Regions from separate parts of the Ovis canadensis genome. Here region 2 is linked to region 1. A link is a contact called in public Hi-C data. All regions are on one chromosome and are shown on one strand. Each heading gives the region's core, a stretch centred on a gene start, on an enhancer-like site or on the middle of the called end of the contact. The rest is flanking DNA. Distances are from core to core; before and after follow the strand shown.

What was found. Hi-C and Micro-C count contacts between places; a contact is called where the count stands out from the background.
Region 2: a Hi-C map of lung shows a contact between it and region 1, with 4 times the contacts expected there. The contact joins two enhancer-like sites. A contact is called at or near these places in 2 of 2 Hi-C or Micro-C datasets (fibroblasts and lung).

What each region holds. Positions count from the first base shown.
Region 1 is chr7:55,704,937-55,711,802 of ARS-UI_OviCan_v2, reverse strand. No RefSeq gene overlaps it. Among named protein-coding and RNA genes, the nearest start is that of PTGDR, 43 kb to the right of the region's middle. Within about 2 kb of position 4,457, the one cell type or tissue checked has open chromatin away from gene starts, as enhancers often do. A contact at or near this core is called in fibroblasts, where this site is marked.
Region 2 is chr7:55,839,408-55,846,273 of ARS-UI_OviCan_v2, reverse strand. The region is part of intron 7 of RBPMS2 (RNA binding protein, mRNA processing factor 2); the gene reads right to left. Among named protein-coding and RNA genes, the nearest start is that of RBPMS2, 26 kb to the right of the region's middle. Within about 2 kb of position 4,188, the one cell type or tissue checked has open chromatin away from gene starts, as enhancers often do. A contact at or near this core is called in fibroblasts, where this site is marked.

The DNA of each region.
Region 1 (6,866 bases), core at 3,208-5,707:
GTGAAGGACACTATTGTCTGGGGCTACAGATCAGAGTAAAGACAGCGGAGCCCGGCTGGGTAGGAGGTAAGCCTGACGGCCTGTGCTCAGAGCAACCTGCTGTATCTGAGGTTCCCAGAGCAGATCCTTGCCTCACCGCAAGTCTGTGATGTTGAGTCCATAGGACTGTCCTTGGCAAAGGTGTTACTGTGTTTGGTCTCCTGAACAGGATGCTACTCTGTAAAATCTCCTACGTTGTGAATTAGCTCTTTGAGAGTACATCTGGCCCCTCTCCCGGACTTGCAAGGAATGTTCCTTTCAAGGAGGCCTGAGTTCACCCTGCGGTGGAGGTCTAGGAGTCACAGGCCTCCCCTGGCCAGTCCTCAAGTTCAGACGGACAGGGCTGTGGGGAGCCTGCCTGACCCCACGCTGCCCTTTGGGCTCTTGGGCTCTCTTTCTTGTTAGGTACCCAGAGTGCTGGGGTCTCCTCAAGACGGCATTGTCACCCCCCTCAATAAGCCTCCATGTCCTATGGAAGACAACAAAGTGATTTGCAGCCCTGCCCCCACAATTGTAAAGTTGTGCATTTTCTTTACGAGACTTCCCAGGTGGCTCAGATGGTAAAAGAATTTGCCTGCAATTTGGGAGACCCAGGTTCCATCCCTTGGTCAGGAAGATCCCCTGGAGAAGGGAATGGCAACCTACTCCAGTATTCTTACCTGGAGAATCCCATGGACAGAGGAGCCTGATGGGCTACAGTCCATGGGGTTGCAAAGAGACTGAGCGACTAACACTTTCACGTTTTTTTTTTTTTCTTTATGGGATCTGTTAATCCAAACACCAATAGATTTGGAGAGGAAGCCTCGGAAAATGATATTAATCTTCTAGAAAAATAAACATTTGAAACCAGCAGGAAAGTTCTGGAAAAGGAAAGGAACGTGCCACATAAAACTCAGAAGTCAATATAATTTGAACATGTGAAAACACTGAAAAACCTGAATGGAGAAAATTATATATATGTATGTCAAATATGTGTGTCAAAAGACTGTAGTCCACAATGGGAAAACTATTTGTAACACAATGTCAGATAAAGAGCTAATCTTAATATACACATTTTAGAGATCAGGATTTAAAAATACAACCAAATTTTAAAATGGGCCAAGTATATGAACAGACAATTCACAAGGAGAGAAAAAATTTTTAATGAACAGTCATTACATGAAAGATACTTACCTTCCCTCATAATTAAAGAAATGCATAACAAAATAACAAATACCATTTCAACTGCCAGATTGGTGCCAATCAAACTGTTTCACAGTGAGCAGTATCAGTGGGGAAAGTCAGACTTGAACACTGTTGGTGGAAATGTAAACTGACTAACATTTTGGAGGACAATTTGGAAATGCCTACTGTGGTAGAGTGAAAGTGTCCATGGATTCTTTGACACTTCTCCCATAGAAAGATGGGGGTCTGTGTCCCCTTTTCTGGACCTTGGCTAGTCTATGAGTTCTCTAATAAAATGCAGCAAAAGTGATACTCTCCTAATTCCAAGTACATCCCCTTAGCTTGTCCAGTGGGCTTCACTTCTTACATCTTACCTGAACTGTGATTACCTGATTACCTGCTCTGATGAAGCCAAACCATGGCTTTGGGAATCCCTGGAGGATATGACACCACATGGGAGAGAGAGAGGGAGGTTGAGGAACACCGAGGCTCGGATGCATAAGTGCTAAAACCAGCTCGGAAGAGAACCAAAGATGAGCCACACAGCTCAGCCCTTCCTGAATTCCTGACCTAAGAATCATAGCTCAAATAAAATAGTGGCTTTATATACTGAGTTTTGGGGTAGTTTGTTATACAACCATAGGCATCTGGAACATTCAGATTTAAGTTTATTCTTGAGCTTCCCTGGCGGCTCAAGAATCTGCCTGCCAATGCAGGAGACATGGGTTCCACCCCTGGTCCAGGAAGATCCCAGATGCCTCAGAGCAGCCAAGCCGACGTGTCACAACTTCTGTCTGTGCTCTAGAGTCTGGGAACCACAACTACTGAGCCGGTGCGCCCGAGAGCCTGTGCTCCACAGCAAGAAAAGCCACTGCAACGAGAAGCCTGCACTCTACAGTGAAGACACAGCCAAAAATAAATAAATGGATACACTTTAAAAAGAGAGGAACTTAAATTTATCCTTTGAGCTAGCAGTTGCCCTTCCGTGAATCTAAACTACTGAGATGTTTCCACAAGTGCACAAAAGCACAACAGAAACACCTGACTGGAGAAATTCATCGCAGCATTGTTTGTGATAGCATGAGACTGGAAAAATCTATCTGCCCATTATTAGGGAAATGGCTAAATTAATTCTAGCATATCTAATCGGAGAAGGCAATGGCACCCCACTCCAGTACTCTTGCCTGGAAAATCCCATGGACGGAGGAGCCTGGTAGGCTGCAGTCCATGGGGTCGCTAGGAGTCGGACATGACTGAGCGACTTCACTTTCACTTTTCACTTTCATGCACTGGAGAAGGAAATGGCAACCCACTCCAGTGTTCTTGCCTGGAGAATCCCAGGGACGGGGGAGCCTGGTGGGCTGCCGTCTCTGGGGTCACACAGAATCAGACACGACTGAGGCGACTTAGCAGCAGCAGTAGCAGTATACCTGATTAATGTTATATACTGTGCCTGCTGATACCCTGAGACAAGAAAAATTATTATTTATGGTCCTGTGAGCCTCGGGTGACATAACGGAAGAGTTGAGAGCATAGATTTTGGAGCCATAGACCCTGGCTCTGCCATTTATGATCTGCGTGACTTTAGGAAAATTGTTTAATCTCTCTATACCATAATGACCTCACGTGTAAAACGGGAATGATAATCAGAGTCCCTACTTCAGACACCTGTGGTGAGAAATAAATGAGTTAAAATGACAAGCCTGGTATGTACCTGTGATAGATGTACTTTGGAGATGAAAGAGCTTGGAATTTCAGTTGGGTTGGGCCAGATGGTTAATATCTTAAAGGGACTGCATAGCAAAGGATCTGCTGGATTGCCAGCCTAGGACAGGAAAAGAAGAGTCAACAAAGGTTTGAAGGCAGTGGGTGGGAGAATGTTTGTAAAAAAGAAAGATGGACTCATCCTCTACTTCCTATTCTGCGTCTTGCTATCTTTCAGAGATTCTTCCTACCTCAGCACTTACAGACACACTCAGTTCTTTTTAACAGTTGCTCAGCATTGCATTGAATGATTGCACCTCAATTTATCTCACCATCCTCTACTGATAGACTCTTGGATTGGTTCCAGTTCTTTGCTATCATTACAGACAACACTACAGCAGACACTCTTGCACATTTATCTCTGCCCGCTCACTGATATTACTTCTATGGTGTAGATTCTTAGAGGAGTTGTCGAGCATAAAGTATACGTATCTTTTAAAAAATTCTGATAACTCTTGTCAAATTGCCTCAATATCTGGTCCCATTTTCCCCTCCACTGCTTTTGTTTCCATACCTTCCATACTATTTGCACATTTTTTGAGCATTGTTTTGCCAAGTATTATTAGGCCTCGTTTTCAAATGAATACACCAGGGCTGAATTAGCCACCATGCATGTCTTCAAGGGTTCGCTGTCTGGCAGGATTGGAGTGGGGATAGCAGCGTGGTGCAGAATGATAGCTGCGGACAGTTATTTCCATCAAAGCCAGAGCTGGCACCAAAGACTGGACCATAGGCTCTGGGAACCTGCAAGAAAGAGCAGCATTTTGGGTCTGGGGCCACACTGACTGGGCTGGCAGAGCCCTGGGCTGTGGGCACTATCCCTGGACTCAGTCCAGGCCTGGGTGGCCTCCTTACAGAGCCCTGGGACCCAGACCTCACTGTGCAGGTGGACTGGGTTTTTACAGCAGGCTGGCCCTGGCTCCTGCTCTGGGGCTCACACCCGAAGCTGTCCCATTTCCCCACCCAGGAATGCCAGGTCATCACACCCCTTCTCCACATCCCTTGTCCCGCTCTTTGCGACCACATGGACTGTAGCCCACCAGGCTCCTCTGTCCATGGAATTTTCCAGGCAAGAGTCCTGGAGTGGGTTGCCATTTCCCACAGTAATTTCCAAATGTTCTGTATGAATAAAGTCTTTCTACCTTTTCCTTCAAGATTAGAAAGGCTCAAGGTTCTCTGGGAGGTCCCTGGTGAAGCGGGAAATAAGGGGAGTGGGAATTAAACTGGAAGTTAACGCCACATTACTAACATCCCTGCCACAACTCGCCCTCACCCAAGTTCTTAGCCTGGCATTCGAGGACTTTCACTGGCAATTTTGGGGAAAGCCTCAGAGAAGAGAGCAGCAGGAAATCCAGAGTGGAAGACACAGCAGGGAGAGCCTCCTCCTTCACCGGAGGACACAGTCAACCACAGCTCAGACTACAGCCTGTGTCCACCACCCTATCTGGTGATGGCAACAGATTCCTTACACTCTCAGCTCTTTGCCGGCTCTGGCTCCCCCGCTTGTCGACAATGGGAACTGCAGTCGAGCAGAACCGGCTCCTCCCACTCCCGGAGGAGTTCCGGGGGGAAGTGCAGCTTGGGGAAGCAGGGCGCCCGCGCGCCCCATAGCTCTTGTCCGTTTCCTCCCCACCGGGGTGCTTGCTTGCGCTGTTTCCTCAGGTTTTCCCCCAGATCGCTTTTCTCCTGACGACAGAGCTGCCCCCTAGAGTTGGATTACCCCCGCGGACCCACCTGAAGGACGTCCTCTGTCCTTATCCGCAGTCGTGGTCGCTGCCCCGCCCGGGACCAGCGCTGGTGAGGCGCCTTAGCTGGATTCCACTCTGAACTCATACTTGTTTGCAGTGTGTCTCTGGGCGAATCATTAACCTTTCTTGAACTTCACTGTCTCCTCTGTAAAATGGAGCTTAGATTTACTATTTACTAGCGCCTGTTGGGCTGCCGTATATGGGGGTCGCACACAGTCGGACACGACTGAAGCGACTTAGCAGCAGCAGCAGCAGCATTTGCATTCCTAGGGATGACAAGATGGGATGGTCCAGATGGCAGGTGGAGAGCAAGATAATAATCACCACCATAATGGGTCACTCCCTGGGTGCGGGGGACTGCTCTAGGCATTTTGAAATGGCCCTATAAAAAGGTATTATTCACAGATGAGGTATCATCCACTAGTTAAGAAACAGATTTAGTGATTATCCCAGAGTCAGACAGCTAGAGGCAAAGCTGGGACTGGACAAGGGTGGCCATGGGTACACAAGTGCTGGGAAGAGTGGGTGCGGGTCCAAGGTTTATGAGTTTAGCAGGGTGTTGAGGCCTGAAAAATATCCAGCTGCTCCTCCCTTTGGGTCATTATTCAGTGTTTTCGGATAATGGATTATTCATGCCTTCTTAATGCTTTTGTGGGCAGAGACCTCAAAGACCATCCGTGCTGCTTTCCTTATGGAGAGCCAGGGAGAGACTTGTCCAGGGTCACGCTGGCTGGGCAGCTCCTTCCCTGTGCGCCTGCTCCTCCACCCACCCTTCTTCGTGGGAGCAGTTATAGTGGGGGATGCTCCTTCCCACCCACAAACTGCCCACTCAGTACAGGTCCCTCTGTGGGACCTCCCGCTGGCCACTCCTGACCCCACTTGGCCAGGGCCTTTTGCTATTCCCCTCCTCTCCCTCCTTCAGATACTCTCGGTCCCTCCGCCCTCACAGGGGTAATGCCCTAACCAGTGCCTCCCCCGGCTCCCAAGTGCTGGCATAAAATCAGCCAATATTTTACCACTCTGTGCTTGTCATGTGCATCTTTGTTTTGTTTTGTTAGAAAGGGGTTAAGCAACAGCAGTAGAAGGTTGTTGTATCGGTCCGGATCCATTTGGGAAACAGAATCTCTTTGCGGTTGCATGATAGAGGCTTTATGATAGTAATTTGCCTTGCACAGTTGTGGAAGGAGCTGGGGAAGACAGTGACCAGAAGGGGAGTTACAGCATCAGCGGAGTCAGTAATCATTCTGAGAAGCCAAGTTGGTCCAGCTGTGAAGGGGAACCACAGGGGAAGCTCCAGGAGGTCTGTGGGAAGCTGTTTCCTCTGTGTAGAGGATGCCTCTGGGTCTGCACTGAGCATCTGTGGTGGCAGGAGGCCACTACTGGTCAGTTGGATCATCAGTGGGGAATAAAAGTTGGATATGGAGTGGAGGAGAGAACAGGAGGATGCTGCAGGTCTTAGATAACTGACTATAACAACCTTCAGAGACTTGACTTTGAAACCTGTAAACATTTTATATAGTTCTAAAACAAAAGTATGTTAAACGTATCTAAACAGTTCACTGCTGTACGTGATATATGAAAGAGTAAATCCTAAGAGTTCTCATCACATGGGAAAATTTTTTTTTTCCCTTTTCTTTAATGTTGTATCTTCATGAGATGATGAATGTTCACTAAGCTTAGTGTGGTAATCACTTAATAATGTATATAAATCACATCGGTATCCACACAGTGCTGTATGCCAATTACAGCTCAATAAAATTGGAATGGAAAAAATCTAAAAAGGAAAATGAGGACTTACCTGGTGATCCATTAGTTGAGAATCTGTCTGCCAATGCAGGGAACATGGGTTCAATCCCTGCTCTGGGAAGATTCCACATGCTGCAAGCTGCAGCTACTGAGCCCATGTGCCACAGCTGCTGAAGCCGGAATGCTCTAGAGCCCATGCTCTGAAATAAGAAAAGCCACTGGAATGAGAAGTCGGCACTTCACAAATTGAGATTAGCCCCCACTCGCAGTAACTGGAGAAAGCGCTAGAGAAAGCCCACACATAGCAGTGAAGACCCAGCACAGACAAACATAAATAAATGACTAAATAATTGTTTAAAAAGCAAAATGAAATAAATAAACCTCTGCCTGTTGAGTTGGTAGCAT
Region 2 (6,866 bases), core at 2,939-5,438, 130 kb before region 1:
AGACGCAGGCCCTGCTCAGTAAAGCGTGAAGGAGGCCCCCCAGGGAAGCTGCAGGAACAGGGGCCTTTAAATTATGAAGCAGCTTTCTTAGCCCCTCTCAGAAAGGCCCAGGTGCCCCAGCTAAATAATTCACTACCTCAGGAAGACCCGGTGGCTCCTGCACAGCTGAAGTAGGTCAGGCATTGGTCTGGCCCCGGGTGGGGGCTGTGGGCCTCTGTGCCGCTTCCCCAACCAGCACTAGGCGGGCGCCAGGCTGGGAAGGCCTTGCTTGCTTGGCAAGTGCAGAGCGGGTCCAAACACTGTAGAGGGGTCCAGGCAAGAGAAGCGTCAAGCCCCCTCCTCTTGCTGGCGTGAACACAGCCACCAACCCCCTCTCCTCCCAAAGCCTCCCTCTGGAGCCCAGACAACCCACTCACCGGCCACCCAGTTTCTTACAGAGCCAGGGCCTGGCCAGGCTCCGCCTCCCTCACAGCAGCTGGGGGGCAGCCTCCCTTCACACACAGGTACCACCTGGGCCTGCACATGTCACCCGAGAGCCTTTCACAGCAGACAGGCTCATCAGCAGGACACCTCAGATACAGGCAGCTCAGTGCAGGCCTGGGTTTCAGGAGAGCAGGTGAGGCAGGAGTGGAGAGGGACACCAGGGGCACCTCGGTGACCAGGTGAGGAGCTGACCAGGGCCGGCCACAGCCACTGCAGCTTCGCTTGAGCAAGGCTGGAAGGAAGCCCAGAAGGAGGGGGGCTCTGGGGCCTCCTCTCCTGCCCTCCCCTTCTAAGCTCAGCCTTGAGTCAGGCTGGGAAGGGTTCGGGGGTGGAGGGAAGGGCCAGGGGATGAGGGCAGGGGGTGGAGACGTTAAAGACAAACAGCCATCAGGGCAGTGGAAGTTCTTTCCTCCTCCAGAAGGAAAGAACTTCAAACCACCATTTCACAGATGAGGAAACTGAGGCCCCGAACTGCAAAAGGGAAGAATCAGGGTCAGTTGCTGGCATCCTGACCATTTCCCTGACCTCTGTACCCACACCCAGCAAGAACCAGCTCAGGAATGGAGCTGCAGCTGGGAGCCTGCAGGGTGGGCGGGCTTAACCCTTCCAGGCCCAACTCCCCAGTTCTCTGCTTGTCTAGCACAGGGACGAGACACACACCGAGGACACTCCCGCAGGAGTCCAACCTCTGAAACCACAGTCCTCCTCTACGCAAGGGCTGAAAAGGCCATGGAGTTAGGCCAGCCAGAAGACACCATCGGAAACAACGAAGGTCCCATCTGGGTGCTTAACCTGGGTGCAGGGAGTCTCCGCCCCCATCCTCAGACAAACAAGCAAAGAATGAATTAAACACAGGCTGGGCTGATAGACAGGCCCCTGCTGCATGACCCCTGGCGGGTCACTTCCTCGGCAGACTCAAGTCACACAAGAGGGTAGGAGGGAGAGGCCACATGAACCGAGGCCCGGGCCTGCCTTGCCTCCTCCCCCTTGAGCCCCAGCACCTGTCCTCTGGCTGCGCCCAGCGATGCCCGTCTGCAACTCAAGGAAGCACAGGTCAGAGAGCAGTTACTTTGGATGATTTTTTTTTATTTTGCGTTTCATATATTATCCAGTTTCACATTCTCACAGGATCAGCAATTACAACAGCCACCTCGTCTCCCAAGTCTGAAAACGGCAAGACGGCCACGGCCGCGGCCAAAGGCGAAGCACTGATGTGCTCACGAAACAAAAAATTGCACAATTTTTCCTTCATTTTTCTTAAACTAATGGCTGACGCTAAGGCTCACTGCTGGAGAACGGAAACCCTTTTCTTCTTCATGCCTCAAACGAAAACGTTAAACTTATCTGACAAGGCGGACAAGGTCTCTTCAATAATTAATTGCACACACACACGAAAAAATCCTTTATGTTGCATAAATATTTTGTTACACAGGGTACAAAAATACTTTCACTTTTTTGGTTGGTTTCAAAGTTTGGAAAGAATGAGGAGCCATGGCAGGGGTGGGGAGCGCCGGGGAGAGGTAAGCGAAACGGGTAGAGAAAGGATTTTCTTAATGGTTGTTGGCCCATCTGAGGAGGAGGAAACAGAAGACCCCGATTTGAAATGACCAGGAAAATGCTCTGTCTTGGCTGGGTGGTCCTTCCTGTTCAGCCTGGAAGTGAGTGGGGTGGTGGGGGTGGGGTGCGCCAGCCGCCGGGCGGAACTGGCTGCGGGGCTTGGTCCTCACTGAAGCGGGGTGGGTGCAGGGCAGGGGTGTGGGGAGAGGGACCTGGAATGATGAGCTGTTAGTGGCCAGGCCTTGTTGCCATGGTGACGCAATGTGAGAACAAACTGTACACTCGCACATACACAAGTTTAAGTGTCTTAATTCACGCCAGAAAGCATGCAAAATTAAACGCCTCGTGTCTCTGAGGTGGGGCTACGGAAGCAGATTGGGACTGGAGGTCGGGCCTTGCTCAGTCCCAGGGAGGCCTCCCCGCTGGGCCTGGGGGTCCCAGCAAGAAGACCCCTGAATCCGGCCATGAGGCCTTGGAGTGGGGCTGTGGGGCAGGACAGGGCTGAAGAGGAAGAGAGGAAGGAAAACAGTCCACTGAGTCAGGCTTAAAATTCACAGTCTTTGGAGGGCAGCAGCAGCAGCTCTGCAGGGCCACCTGGGGGCAGGGGGGACGCTAAGGGCGGCTTCCTCCCCCCTGGGTCGGGGGCCTCGAGCTGTGGTGACAAGACCTGGAGGGAGGGGGGAGAGAGGGGGCCGTGAGCAGCGGTGGGAGACTGGAGCAGGACCCAGGCCCGCCCCCTTGCAAGGAGGCTGCCAGGTGGAGGGTAGGGGGTGGCAGGGTTGGGGGAGTGGGGAGAGCCAGCCAGAGTGCCCCCGGTGCAAGCTCAGGTCGGGTGAGCACCAGTGAGCCCCGGAGCCATGGCCTGGCAGGAGGCCGGGCTCTGGGAGGCTCTCTGTCCTGGTCTCAGAGCCCGCACTTACTGAAGAACTAACAGAACTGCCGATATTTCCATCCCGGCTGGGTGGCATCAGAGGAAGGGCACCAGCGCACCTGTAAGAGAAGCCGCGGTTAGGAGCTAGCGGAGTAGCGCCTTCGCTCAACGGGGGAGCCCGAGGGACGTGGCCTTCCGTGCCCCGTCCGCGTCCTGGTGCTGTCTCGAGGGCGGAGGCAGGCCAGTTACTCACCGTCGGGGGTCAGCGTCCTCATCCCCAAAATGGGAGAGTGCCTTCTGACCTGCCTCTTCTACAGGACGAGGTTCAAAGGAGAGGACAGTTACACAGCTGTTCACGCTCCTCCACTGAGCCTGGCAGTAGTGGGAGGAGGCCTGGCAGCCGGTGGGGGGTGGCGGGCGCCCGGGCCCCAGTCTACCCATCCCCCTAACCAGGAGAGTGTGGGACTGCTAACATCAAGGAAGGGACCTAACACACTTTCTCTCAACTTCTTCGAGCCTCAGCGTCCTCACAGCTCCAGAACAGACATGATTAAGTCACAGGGTGCGACAGTGGAGGACAGGGAAGCCTGGTGTGTTGCAGTCCATGCGGTTGCAGAGTCGGATGCCACTGAGCGACTGAACAGCAAACTCACAAGGTGTCCACAAGGATCAGGTAAGACAGGACATAAAATCCCCTTAGAAGCCAAAGTCCGCGTGGCCTCCAAGGGGCAGGACTCCCAGACGTTAGTCCTGTCCTTAACAGGAGTCAAGGGAGTCACAGCCGTGACCCAGCTGGTGCTTCCACGCCCATCCACCGCCCCTCCTGTCCCCTCCATCATTACTGCTGCTTAGCTGCTCGTTGTGTCCAACTCTTGTGACCCCATGGACTACCCCACCAGGACCCTCTGTCTGCGGGATTTCCCAGGCAAGAACACTGGAGTGGGTTGCCATTTTCTTTTCTAGGGGATCTTCCACATCCAGGGACTGAACCCACATCTCCTGCAGCGGCACGTTCTTTACCACTGCGCCACCAGGGAAGCCCATTCCCCTCCATTATAAGACTCCTAACTTTAGGGATCTGTGACCTACCAGCTGAGCCTGCCAGAAGGGGCCTGACAGCGACCTCAACTCTGGACTTGCCAGAAGGCCCCACAGAGCAGTGGTCCCAAAGCGGGATTCCCAGAGACAGGCCAGGAAATGACACATACTCCCTTCTCCAAGGGCAGGGAATCTGGAGCATGAGCTGTGCTGGGGGCCGAGCCAACATTGCGGGGAGGCTGCCTGCCCCAGTCACAGACAGCACGTTTGCCCCTGGCTGCCTGGGAGAGTAGAGGCAGGGCACCACAGGGCCCCAAGTCAGGGGTGGGGGGCGGAGAGCTCAGAGAATGGAGCCAGACTTCTCTTAGGAAAGAGAGGGAGGGCTCAGGAGAGCCCTCGATGAGGCAACCGAGTGGCAGCTGGGCACAGAGACAACCCTCGCGAAACTGCACAGTCAGACCCGGTGCCCGCTCGGCTGCCGGGAGTCCCCGCCACCGCAAGCAGAGAAGACATCAAGCAACGCCAGGCTACCTGGCAGCTGAGAACTTGCTCCTGTGGCCCCTCAGAATTCCAGGTGCTGTTCACTATAGCTCAGGGCCACCCCGTACTCAGCAGGACATCGGCGTTGGTTCCTCTGCAGTGCCAGGACACTCGGCACTTGGTACATCTGGGTCCCGGGCCACCTGCCCAAGGCCGGTAGGACACTCTGAGCTCCGAGGATGGGGCACCGCTGTTGTCACACGGCTGACCCCGACCTGCCAGGATTACCTGGATTAGGACCCACACCACATGGGCAGGGTCAAGAGCCTCGTGGAGGCATCCAGCCTCAGAGGCCACCTTATTTTCTCTCATGTCTTTTAAACATCTGGAAGTACTTCCCTCCCTTCCTGGCTGACAGCTGAGTGGGAGGAAGCCTCTCCTCCCCTTTGCTGAGCTGTGGGCTGCCCTCCCAGCTGGAAGCCCAGCTGGACACCAGAGCTAATTCCCCAAGAGAGGGGCGACGAGGAAACCAGCACCGCTGCCACGGGAGGAGCCTGCAGCCAGTCCAGCTCCGGGAAGCCCTAGTGGGCCCAGACCACTGCCCTTCACCCAGCCTCCGGCTGGAGCAGCCCCTCATCAAGGAAGTGCAGGGCAGGCTGGGTGCCCTGCTGGGCTGCAGCAGGGAGAGCATCAGACGAGAGTGGGAGGGACCCTGGAGGCCTCCAACCCAGCCTCCTCCCCCAGCGGCTGCTGAGGGGCCCCTGCAGCAAGCCTGCCTCATCCGGCCCAGCCCTCTCCTCTAGGTGCTGCGCCCCGCGCTCCAGAGCCTGAGGCAGCCGCTGCCTCCTTGGGGAGGAAGGAGAGGAAAGCACTCCTCTCTGAGCTCGGGATGGTTGTGCCACTGAAGTGGACAGAATGTCCTTGAAGCGCTGTGCTTCCACTTTCCTCAGATGCCTGGGAGAGGCTGGTGGTCCAGGTCCCTCAAGAAGCACAGTCCCTTCCGGCCCCAGCTCAGGCTCAGGGGTCAAGGCCAGCTCAGCAGGGAGCGAGCGGCCAGTCCCCTCTCAGGGCCTCCTGTCATTCACAGGGCAGGCTTGGGAGGCCTAAGTGGCCATCCCACAGAGGCAGCCATGGGCATCCAGAATGCCCACAGCTCCAAGAGGAGGAGCAACCAAACAAAGGAATTGGGGGCCGCCCTCAGTCCCCCTCAACCTGGGACTGATGGAGAAGACACACCGAGAGGTGGGCGAACGGATGAATCCTCACGAGAAGAAACAGGAACAGCCAACAGACACAGGAGCCTTGCTCACCACAAAGTCCAATTAGGGGGCTTCCCTGGTGGTCCAGTGGTTAAGACTCCAAGCTCCCGCTGCCAGGGCATGGGTCCGATCCTCGCTTTGAGAGCTAAGATCCCGCATGCCATGTGGTGCAGCCAAACCCAACGGTACCCAGTCTTACTTAACCCAGACTGGCAAGTCTACATTTTGACCTTGTGATAGTTCTAGGAAATTTATGATAAGGAAAACAAGCAGGACAGGTGCCCAGAGAGGTGTGAACAAGGGCGTCCATGGCAGCACAGCCTATCAGGGCAAAAAAAAAAGTGTAAACAGCCTCAGCCTCAGTTACCTGCCATCTACAGGGAGCTAGACACACGCTGGCAGGACAGCCAGGATGTAGATTACACTTACTGGCATGGAAGCATGTCCCGATACCTTAGTTCTAAAATGATTAAACATGTAATTTGTGTGAAAGGTTCATACCCATGGATTTATTTACACTCCTGTGTCCAGCTACCTACGAAGTCTAAGCACTAAAAGTGCTGATATTCTGGGGAGCAGCTAAGGGAACAGAGAAAAAGCCCTATCTATTTCTCCTCATGAATGCAGACCTCTAACAGCTTAATGCTTAGGCACTCGGCACATGCCAGATGCTGTTCTTAAGAGGTTTCCACACACTAAGTTCACTTAATCCTCAGAAAGCCCTCTGAAGTTGATGCTATTATCATCTCCATTATACAGATAAGAAAAGAGAGGCAGGGGGGGTTGGTCTAACTCATCAGTAAGTGGCTGAGCCAGTGTAAGGGGGGGGGGTGGGGAGAAGGGCCACAGTGAAAGATCCATATCCTCAGGTTGAAATGGAAAAAGAGGTCCAGATTGGGAGGGCCCTGGTATGCATGGGGACATGCAGAACCCTGCTTCTAGGCCAACATCTTAATGCGCCCTATGCTAGCGTGCACCTGCCACCCATACCCTCTGAAAGGAGATGTTTCTATCAAGATGATCAGAAGGTCCAACAAGACAGCCTCATTCATGCCAATACAGATTCAGGCCTGAACCATCTGGCTCATCCCCTTTCTTCCTGCAGGTCTTGTCCTCACAACTACACGAGGACCGTGTTCAGTTTTGCTCAGGCTGAGCTACAGGCAAAGGGCATGAGG